2 separate regions of the Anas platyrhynchos genome follow, and region 1 is linked to region 2. A link is a contact called in public Hi-C data. All regions are on one chromosome and are shown on one strand. The core of a region is the stretch at or near the end of the contact, and the rest is flanking DNA. Distances in the headings are between cores, read along the strand shown. Region 1 overlaps ARHGEF10 (Rho guanine nucleotide exchange factor 10). Region 2 has its middle 20 kb from the start of MYOM2.

The links. A called contact is a pair of places that touch in the nucleus more often than the background predicts.
Region 1: a contact with region 2 is called in a Hi-C map of F1 follicle, with 4 times the contacts expected there. The contact joins two enhancer-like sites. A contact is called at or near these places in 5 of 8 Hi-C or Micro-C datasets (F1 follicle, F5 follicle, liver and 1 more).

The regions. Positions count from the first base shown.
Region 1 is chr3:99,208,092-99,212,104 of IASCAAS_PekinDuck_T2T, reverse strand. It overlaps ARHGEF10 (Rho guanine nucleotide exchange factor 10), which reads left to right. Exons shown (of 28, transcript XM_072036375.1): 16 at 742-887; 17 at 3,873-4,013. Among named protein-coding and RNA genes, the nearest start is that of ARHGEF10, 57 kb to the left of the region's middle. Within about 2 kb of position 1,509, at least 3 of the 8 cell types and tissues checked have an H3K27ac peak or open chromatin away from gene starts, as enhancers often do. A contact at or near this core is called in F1 follicle and F5 follicle, where this site is marked.
Region 2 is chr3:99,107,255-99,111,008 of IASCAAS_PekinDuck_T2T, reverse strand. No RefSeq gene overlaps it. Among named protein-coding and RNA genes, the nearest start is that of MYOM2, 20 kb to the right of the region's middle. Within about 2 kb of position 1,793, at least 3 of the 8 cell types and tissues checked have an H3K27ac peak or open chromatin away from gene starts, as enhancers often do. A contact at or near this core is called in F1 follicle and F5 follicle, where this site is marked.

The DNA.
Region 1 (4,013 bases), core at 260-2,759, 100 kb before region 2:
GCGCCTTGTGCAACTTGTGACTTAATATTTGCTTATACAGATTTAGACAATGCCATTATACAATGCCAGGCAAGGTGAAACAGGTGGTGAAGGAAATGGATAGATAGGAAATGGGTGCGTTGCAGACCGTTTTGTTTTCTCTGCCACTATGGAGATGTATTTGACCTGTAAGGAATTGGTTCATGCTTGCACGCAAGGCTGAGCCTCAGCACTTGAAGGAAAATTGCAGGAACAGTTTACATGTCCTGCACCTTTTGAGCATGTCAAGTTCTTGGCAGTCTGTGGAAATATGCCAGCTGCACTCCTTTGCTGGTTTTGTAAGCCAATGTAGACAGAGAAGCTGAAAGCATTCTTCTTCCACCCACTCTGACTTGCCCCTTTGGGATGGCTGGAACCATGTGTAATGTTTAAACGGACTATGAAAGAAGAGGTGAAGGAAGGAAGTAGTAGAAACTGTGGAAGCTATGACTTTTTTTTTCACTAGAGGATCTTTATCAATATGGAAGACTTTCAGTGCAATTACATGTTCCATATGAAGAATTAAAAGCCCTGCAGGACATATCCTGGGGTTATGTTACTGCTGCAGGAAATGAAAAGCAAATCAGTAAAGACATTTAATTCATTTGGCAAATTCACTTGTGAGCTTGTAGTCATATGGCAATATTGCATTTTTGTTGTTGTTGTTCTGGATGTTAGATGAACAGTGTATAATAGACGATGTTGATTGTTTTTAAAATCTAGCTACTTAGCAGTGGAAACAGATACCTTGTGCGGACTGATGATATGGTTGAAACAGTTTACAATGACAAAGGAGAAATTATCAAAACCAAAGAACGGCGACTTTTCATGTTAAATGATGTGCTGATGTGTGCAACGGTAAACATACGGTAAGACTTGACTAATATTTTTTACATTATCATTCAAGTTTAAGCTGGAAATGATGACAGTGAAAAGAGTTTTTGTTGTTGTTGTTTTTACTATGTCTAATGATCTCTATCAGTTGTCATAATGAACGGACAGCTGGCTTTTATACACTCTTCTAAATTGCCTGCTGATATTTTGAAGTTCCAGAATAAATTTGTGTGTGTGAGCACGTGTGTGTGCGTGTGTGTGTATATATATATATATATCTCAGTTGGAAACTTCAGTTAGAAATGTGCTGTAGAATCATCAGTGTTCATTAGGGTAGAGTGGAGTGCAGATATACCATGGTAGTTTTTTTTTCTCTTCTTCCTTAAATTCGTGCTGTCACACATCTGTAACCTGACACGATTTGGAAGTTAAAACAAAACCAAAGCTAATGCGTGTAGCTAGAGAAAAAAAAAAAAAAAGGAACACGCTAATGAAATTCCAGCTGGGGAAGGGTTTTTATCTCTGAGACCAAATGTTGAAGGATTAAAGTTGAGGTGCTTTGAAGAAAGCATTTTTTTTAACATGCCTTCTGTTTTAGTTGGCTGTAGCTATTACTGTTACTATAGCACTGTGTATGCCAAGGTCACATTCACATTCCAATGTTGCTTGTATCATGAATTGCTTTGTGTGTTGGTACATTCTGACAGAGAAAATGTAGACTGTTAAAATCTTCCAAAACCAGCTTTTCTTAAGCATAATATGAGTTGTTACATTAGTTCGTTGGTGAAGTCTGAATGCAGCGCACATTTTTGCAGTAGTAGTAGTAGTGTGAATGCTTGGTCTCACATTAGTGAGCAAGAAGTACATTTTCTGAAGAGCAGTTATTACATGGCAAAAGCTTATATCCAATTGTCCCGGGAATTCTTTTCCTTTACAATTTATTCAGTTCTTTAGTAGCTTTTGACCACTTTTTGTCATTTTTTCATTTTGTCATTTTTTTCCATGACATCATTGTCTTGGATTTTTTGTAGTTGGTCCTGAAGTGGCAGTGTGCACTCTGTTTTCACTTTGCGTCTGAAAAGTTCATGATTTTGCCAAGTCTCTGGCTTCCTTGTTAAGTCAACAGTTCCAGTTATAACTAACAGCGCTGTTGTTCCTGACATTAACTGTTTTTTTCACTGCAGAAGAAACTATTTTGTCAAGCAAAATATAGTTAGGGAATGAAGGAAATAATATGCTAAATTTCATTGATTATACTAGTATACAGTCCAGAATTTTTGGTCCAAATGAGCTGTTTTAGCTGTGTAGAAGTTAAGCATTCTGTTATAGCAGTGGTTTTCAAACTCAGCTTTGTGCACGCCTACCTATTGACCGCTGGAGGTGTAAACTTCTTCAGAGAATTTACATGTACAGGTAGCAGAACAGCACATGTCAGCTCAATTTTCTTAACCACCTTTTATCAGTCTTTACAGAAATAGTCCGACATCCCAGGAGCCTGGCAGGCTTTGGTTCCAGAACAATATTCTGTAGCTGACAAAAGATGCATTTCTGCAGTCCGTGACCCCCAGAAGGTCCTTCTTCACGTGTAGCCTAGATGTCCGGCTTAAACTGGAGACCTAACTTTTAAGTAGCAGGAGTTGGACAGGGTGGATGCTATCCCTAGCGACTGAACAGCTGTGTCCTGCCCTCTCGTGTTTTCTTTCTTTTTAACTAGATCTAGAGTTCATAAATATTTGCTTAAGTTGTGGTACTTGTTTTTTCTGTTTATTCTTGTCTCTCCTTTGAAACAGAAGTGTGACTGTGTGGTGAATAATTAGCTGACTAGCTGAATGTTGGTGTCCAGATACTGTTCTCACTAAACACTCCAGGCTGATTTCTCCAAAGCTTTTATTTTGCTTACTTCAGCCATGCTTTCTGTGAAGGAAACATTCCTGTTTCCTTTCATATCTCTTTTGTGCTTGATAGTAGATGTTTGTTACATATGCTTGAATGTGTGAATAACAGAATGAAAGAAACAAAGGAAAAGGAGCCAGTGAATTCTATTTCTATTTCAAGTAAGCTTCCTCAGCGTGCTGTTTCCTCTGAAATGCCTGTTGTGATGTACACTTCTGTTAGCAGCAGCTCACATGTAGATTCCTCTTAGAAACCACAGCAATTGCAAAAAGTCTCCTGTAAAGAACATCCTGGGCTTTGGACTTCGCAGAAACGTTGGCTTGTCAGCATTTGAGAGGTTGCATTGCCCTTCCTCCTCCTGGTAGTCATTTCAAGGTCCCGTCATCCAGGCTTTCTTGAATGCAGCAGTTACTGCTTTTTAGCACTGTTTCAAGTACTGTCCTAAAAGACAGTACAAGCAAAAAGAACTAGGAAAAAGTGGAGCCATAGCATTGTCCTATGCGCTCGTGTTTGGATGTCAAGATGCATATTGATTTTAAAAGATACCACAATCACAGAATGGCTTGGGTTGGAAGGGACCTTAACGATCACCTAGTTCCAACCCCCCTGCCGTGGGCAGGGATGCCACCCACTAGATCAGGTTGCCCAGGGCCCCATCTAACCAGGCCTTGAACACCTCCAGGGATGGGGTATCCACAGGTTCTCTGGGCAACCTGTTCCAGTGCCTCACCTCCCTCAGAGTGAAGAATTTCCTCCTGATCTCTAATCTAAATTTCCCCTCTGTTAGATTAAAAACATTCCCCCTTGTCCTGTCATTATCTGATTGAGCAAAGAGTCGCTCTCCATCTTTTAAGTTCTGTTTAATTACTGAAAAACTGCAATGATAGAAATGTAGGGTCTGTTGATGGCAGTCCTGTGCTGTCTGTAAACAGGATTATCTGCACCTGCATAGCTATCTTTGTACTCGAACAAAGGTCAGTCACAAAAGTCATCCTGATGCATGTATTTCTTTAAAGTTTTACACAGTACTCAGTCTGCTGAACAGCAGATTTTCTGAATTAATAAATAGAATGCCATAAAATAAAGTGACTTGCCACAACAATAATCTGTGTATGTGTATCTTCCAGCTCATCCTACGAAAGCAGTGGCACTGTGACAACTGGCCAGAGGTATTTATTAAAATGGAGCGTTCCACTGGGACAAGTGGAAGTCATAGAGTATGGCAGCAGTGAAGGCCAAGGAGAGAACTGCAGGTTTCCACCCCAGCA
Region 2 (3,754 bases), core at 544-3,043:
AGAGAATGTTTTCTGCCAGGAAAAGCTGTGTTTCACTCAGGGAAGCTTCACGGTAGAGCTAACTGGGAAAGCAGGTATGGGCAAAATATTACAGCTTAAGGCACCAAAAAGCTTGGAAGTGTCAATACTCCAGATTATTTTTAAGAAATCCTGAAGGAGTCGCTGAGCATTTGACAGGAATGCATGTCCCTTTTCTCCCAGTGACTACTCTCCAAACTAGGCTATATATAGTTATATCCCTGTTACGGCCTATTGGATATTTCACTATCCAAAGCCATATGCTGCCGCTTGCAGAGAAAAGAGTGAGAAAGTCATCTAGAAAACCTTTGGGACTGCTGTCTGTACAAAGGCCTTGTGATGATAGGAGTTCTCATTTCCCCATGTAGAGAAAAGGGATGAAACTGTTATTCCCTCACTTATACTACAGCTCTGACCACTTGCCTCTGACCCACAAGGCTCCCCCTCTGCATTTTGTGCAAAATGTGATCCAAAAAGTAGGTTCTGGGTAAATGAGACCTTACAAGTGTGACAGGAGTATTTGGTGGACTTGGATGGCACATGGTGATCATGTACATTTAGATCTGTGCAATAGTGTAGTTAGGTTTTTGATGGTGCTCAAGGGGGCATTTAGGTTCTCAGGGCACTGATGAATTAGATTCACAATGACAGGCATGCTACAGAGCAGGCAGTATCTTCCGATGAACACAAAATGTGGGTTTTTCTGAAATCCTGTCTCTTTGGAAGAAAAGTGCTCCAGCTCACTGGGATTGACAGTGGAGTTTCACCCCTTGTGTTAGCCGCCTAAAATCACTATTTGCAAATGCGAGACTGGCTCTATTCTTTTAAAATCTGTGGCAGTTGTGCTCCATGCCCTTCTTTAGCAGTTTCATCACTGAGACCAGTCCTAGCACCTTCTGTATTCACCTCAAATCTGCAGGCTGAAGGCAGTCTCACCCCTCTTCAGGACAGCACCACGATGCTGAGAGATTCAGGACAAGAGAGAGGCAACACGAGAAGGTGCTTGATGTTGCACCCTGCTACAGACAGGTCCAGACTTCTGGCCCCTGCTCTCGGTGTTGTTCAGTGGTTTATGCAGCAGTTTTAATGCAAAAGGCATGAGTATCCTGGGGTCAGGGATGAAAACCATCTTCTCTTGCCTGGCTGTGGGCCATCAGCACTGCAGGCAGGGATGTCTCTTGCTGTCTCTGATCTCCTGGCACTTGCATTCCTCCCAGCAAAGAGCCCGGTTGCTGCTGTGCATCTGTCTTGCTTAACAAGTGAAGTCAAAAGGAACCAATGCAGCGTGATGTGCACGCAGGAGAGAAGGATTAGACTTATATTTAACTTTGCTATGCTAGTTTTACTTCAGTTTTAATTCACCCCAGCTTCTCCACTGGCTACCGTGGAGTTCCTCTGACATCTCATATGGGCTCAGCAGTGTGGCGAATCAAGCACATCATTGGGAGCTCCGCACAAGCATTATAGAAGCAGCTGTACTTATTATTTGTTCACACAGATCTCAGCCCTCTCCTCTACTGAGTCCTTTCACAGCACTTTCTCTTGCTGTGTCAGTTTTGTGGTAAATGATATTGCTAATCTTTCAGGCTGGGCCTCTGTATACAAAATGCTTCCTCTTTGCTGACAACTTGCCTGCGAGGGATTTTGTGCTGCAGACCTTGGAAAAAAATAGAAAAAACAGAAGAGATAAGTGTTCATGTCCCCCTTTTGTCTGTGTGTGAAAGTGAGTGTGTGGAGTTCTGCCTGGGCAGTTGCACAAAAGGGCCTTTCTCTTTGCTCGCCCTTGAAGCTGAGTTTCCTCACTGTTCCCACTGTTCTTCTCGCTGGATACCATTCAAGGGACAAATTAGGGTAACGAAAAGTCCTCTGCTGTTCAAAGGGGTCGTTGCAACTTACATAAAATACATGGACTTCTTAAAACCATATCCAGTTCCTCAAAGGGGTTATTGTTCTGTCATACCATCTTTTTAATTTTTTTCCTGCATTTGAATAGCTTTAATAATTTTAAAGAGTACTGAATAGTAACATATACAAGAATGATTTTTCTTCCTAAATAGGTATAAAATATCATTAAACCTTGACTAGAATAACCTTCGTATCTGCAAGCTATTGTGCTTATGCTTAGGAGTACTAAAATAGTCATATTGGTGAAATGCTGTACCCAGCTGAGTCAATGGAAAGTGCAAATAATTATTTATATATATATTTTTTAAAGCAAGGGGATCAGCTTTCACCCGGGGGTTCATTGGGGTTATTTTTTGTGGAAACTAAGCATATGCTCTAGGTGTCCCTGCCTGAGCCAGGGGGGTTGGACCAGATGACCTCCAGAGTTTCCCTGCATCCTTAACCATTCTGTGGTTCTGCCAGGGACACATTGGTGTCATGTTTGCAAACAAACACTGAAAGATAAATACTCCAGGGAGAAAATCTCATTTCGTGATCAGTAAATATACTTGAATTTCATCTTTTCTGGGGGACTTTGCTTTAACAGGTTAGGGCTAAGTAAAATGCTTTGGCTTTACCTTTCATCTCTTTCAGAATGGCTTTGAAAACATGTAGGAAATTGCAGGATAGATTTGGTCAAGCTGACTGCAATTCTGTCAAGAGAAGGGAGCACAAAGAACATAAACAAAGTAAATGTAAGTATTCCAAGGTGTACCAAGAGAGGACATAACGTCTCTTAACCAGGGAGCAGCAAATCTAGGATATTAAGAAAAATGATGTGAATATGTTGGTAGATGCAGATGTTGCTTTTGCTGTCCCAGGTTATGACTGAAGTTTTTGGGGAGATACATCTGAGCTTGCCTTGTACATGAAGTTCCAGGTGAGCAGCAAATAACTCATATGCTCTGAGCACTTACAAAAACAAATATTCCACAGCATGAGCTCAGGCTGCTGATCTGATTATACTATTCCCTTGAAGATCTTCAGACTCTGAGTTTTCTTCCTGGAGTTCACCAGAACAATGTTCATCTCCTGGACATAATGAAGGGACATTTTTCTTGCATCCCATTCCCAGACTGTTTAGGCAATGTAGGGTTTATATTTTTTAAGTTGTTGATGTAATATAATGTTTCATGTCAACTTTCTGGACAAGGTCCTGGACACCTTATGTCTGCCTGTTTTAACCATTTGGTCTGTCTCATATTTGTCCCTGTCTTGTAGTAACAAGCATACCAGTTTCCTCCTGTTTCCTTTTCAGATTTTACCTTCTGCATCATCCACACAGAGGGTGTCTGTGGCTTTTTTCCATATGTCGTTGCTGGCAATAAAAATGAGCTTCATGACAGCAAGGAGGAGTCTGCTCTTCACAGCTGTTTTATCACAGAGAATGTAACAGAATGCATTTTCTTTCTGATCTTCTTTTCTGGAGATGGAATCGTGCAGTGAAAAGATATTGTAAAAAGCAAGAGGTCTGAAATCAGATCTGAAAACCTGTGGACTGTCCCTAAGCAGAGACAAAGCAAGATATTTCCCTCAAAGCTTAAGCAAAAGTAATAAATGGCACAAAATGCTGCTCTTGCAGATGAGAAATTAAATGTGAAATGCCATAAGAAAAATCCGAACAGCAGCATTATTTGTAAAATGGAGATTAATTTAACTCCTCTGCTTGGCAGGGGGGAGGCCAGCTGAAATACTGCACCTACTTTCAGGCATTGTCATTAGCTGGAAATGTGGACCCACCAGAGAGAATCTAGAGGGCAGCAAAATGAGTAAGAGGATTAGGAAATGAGGG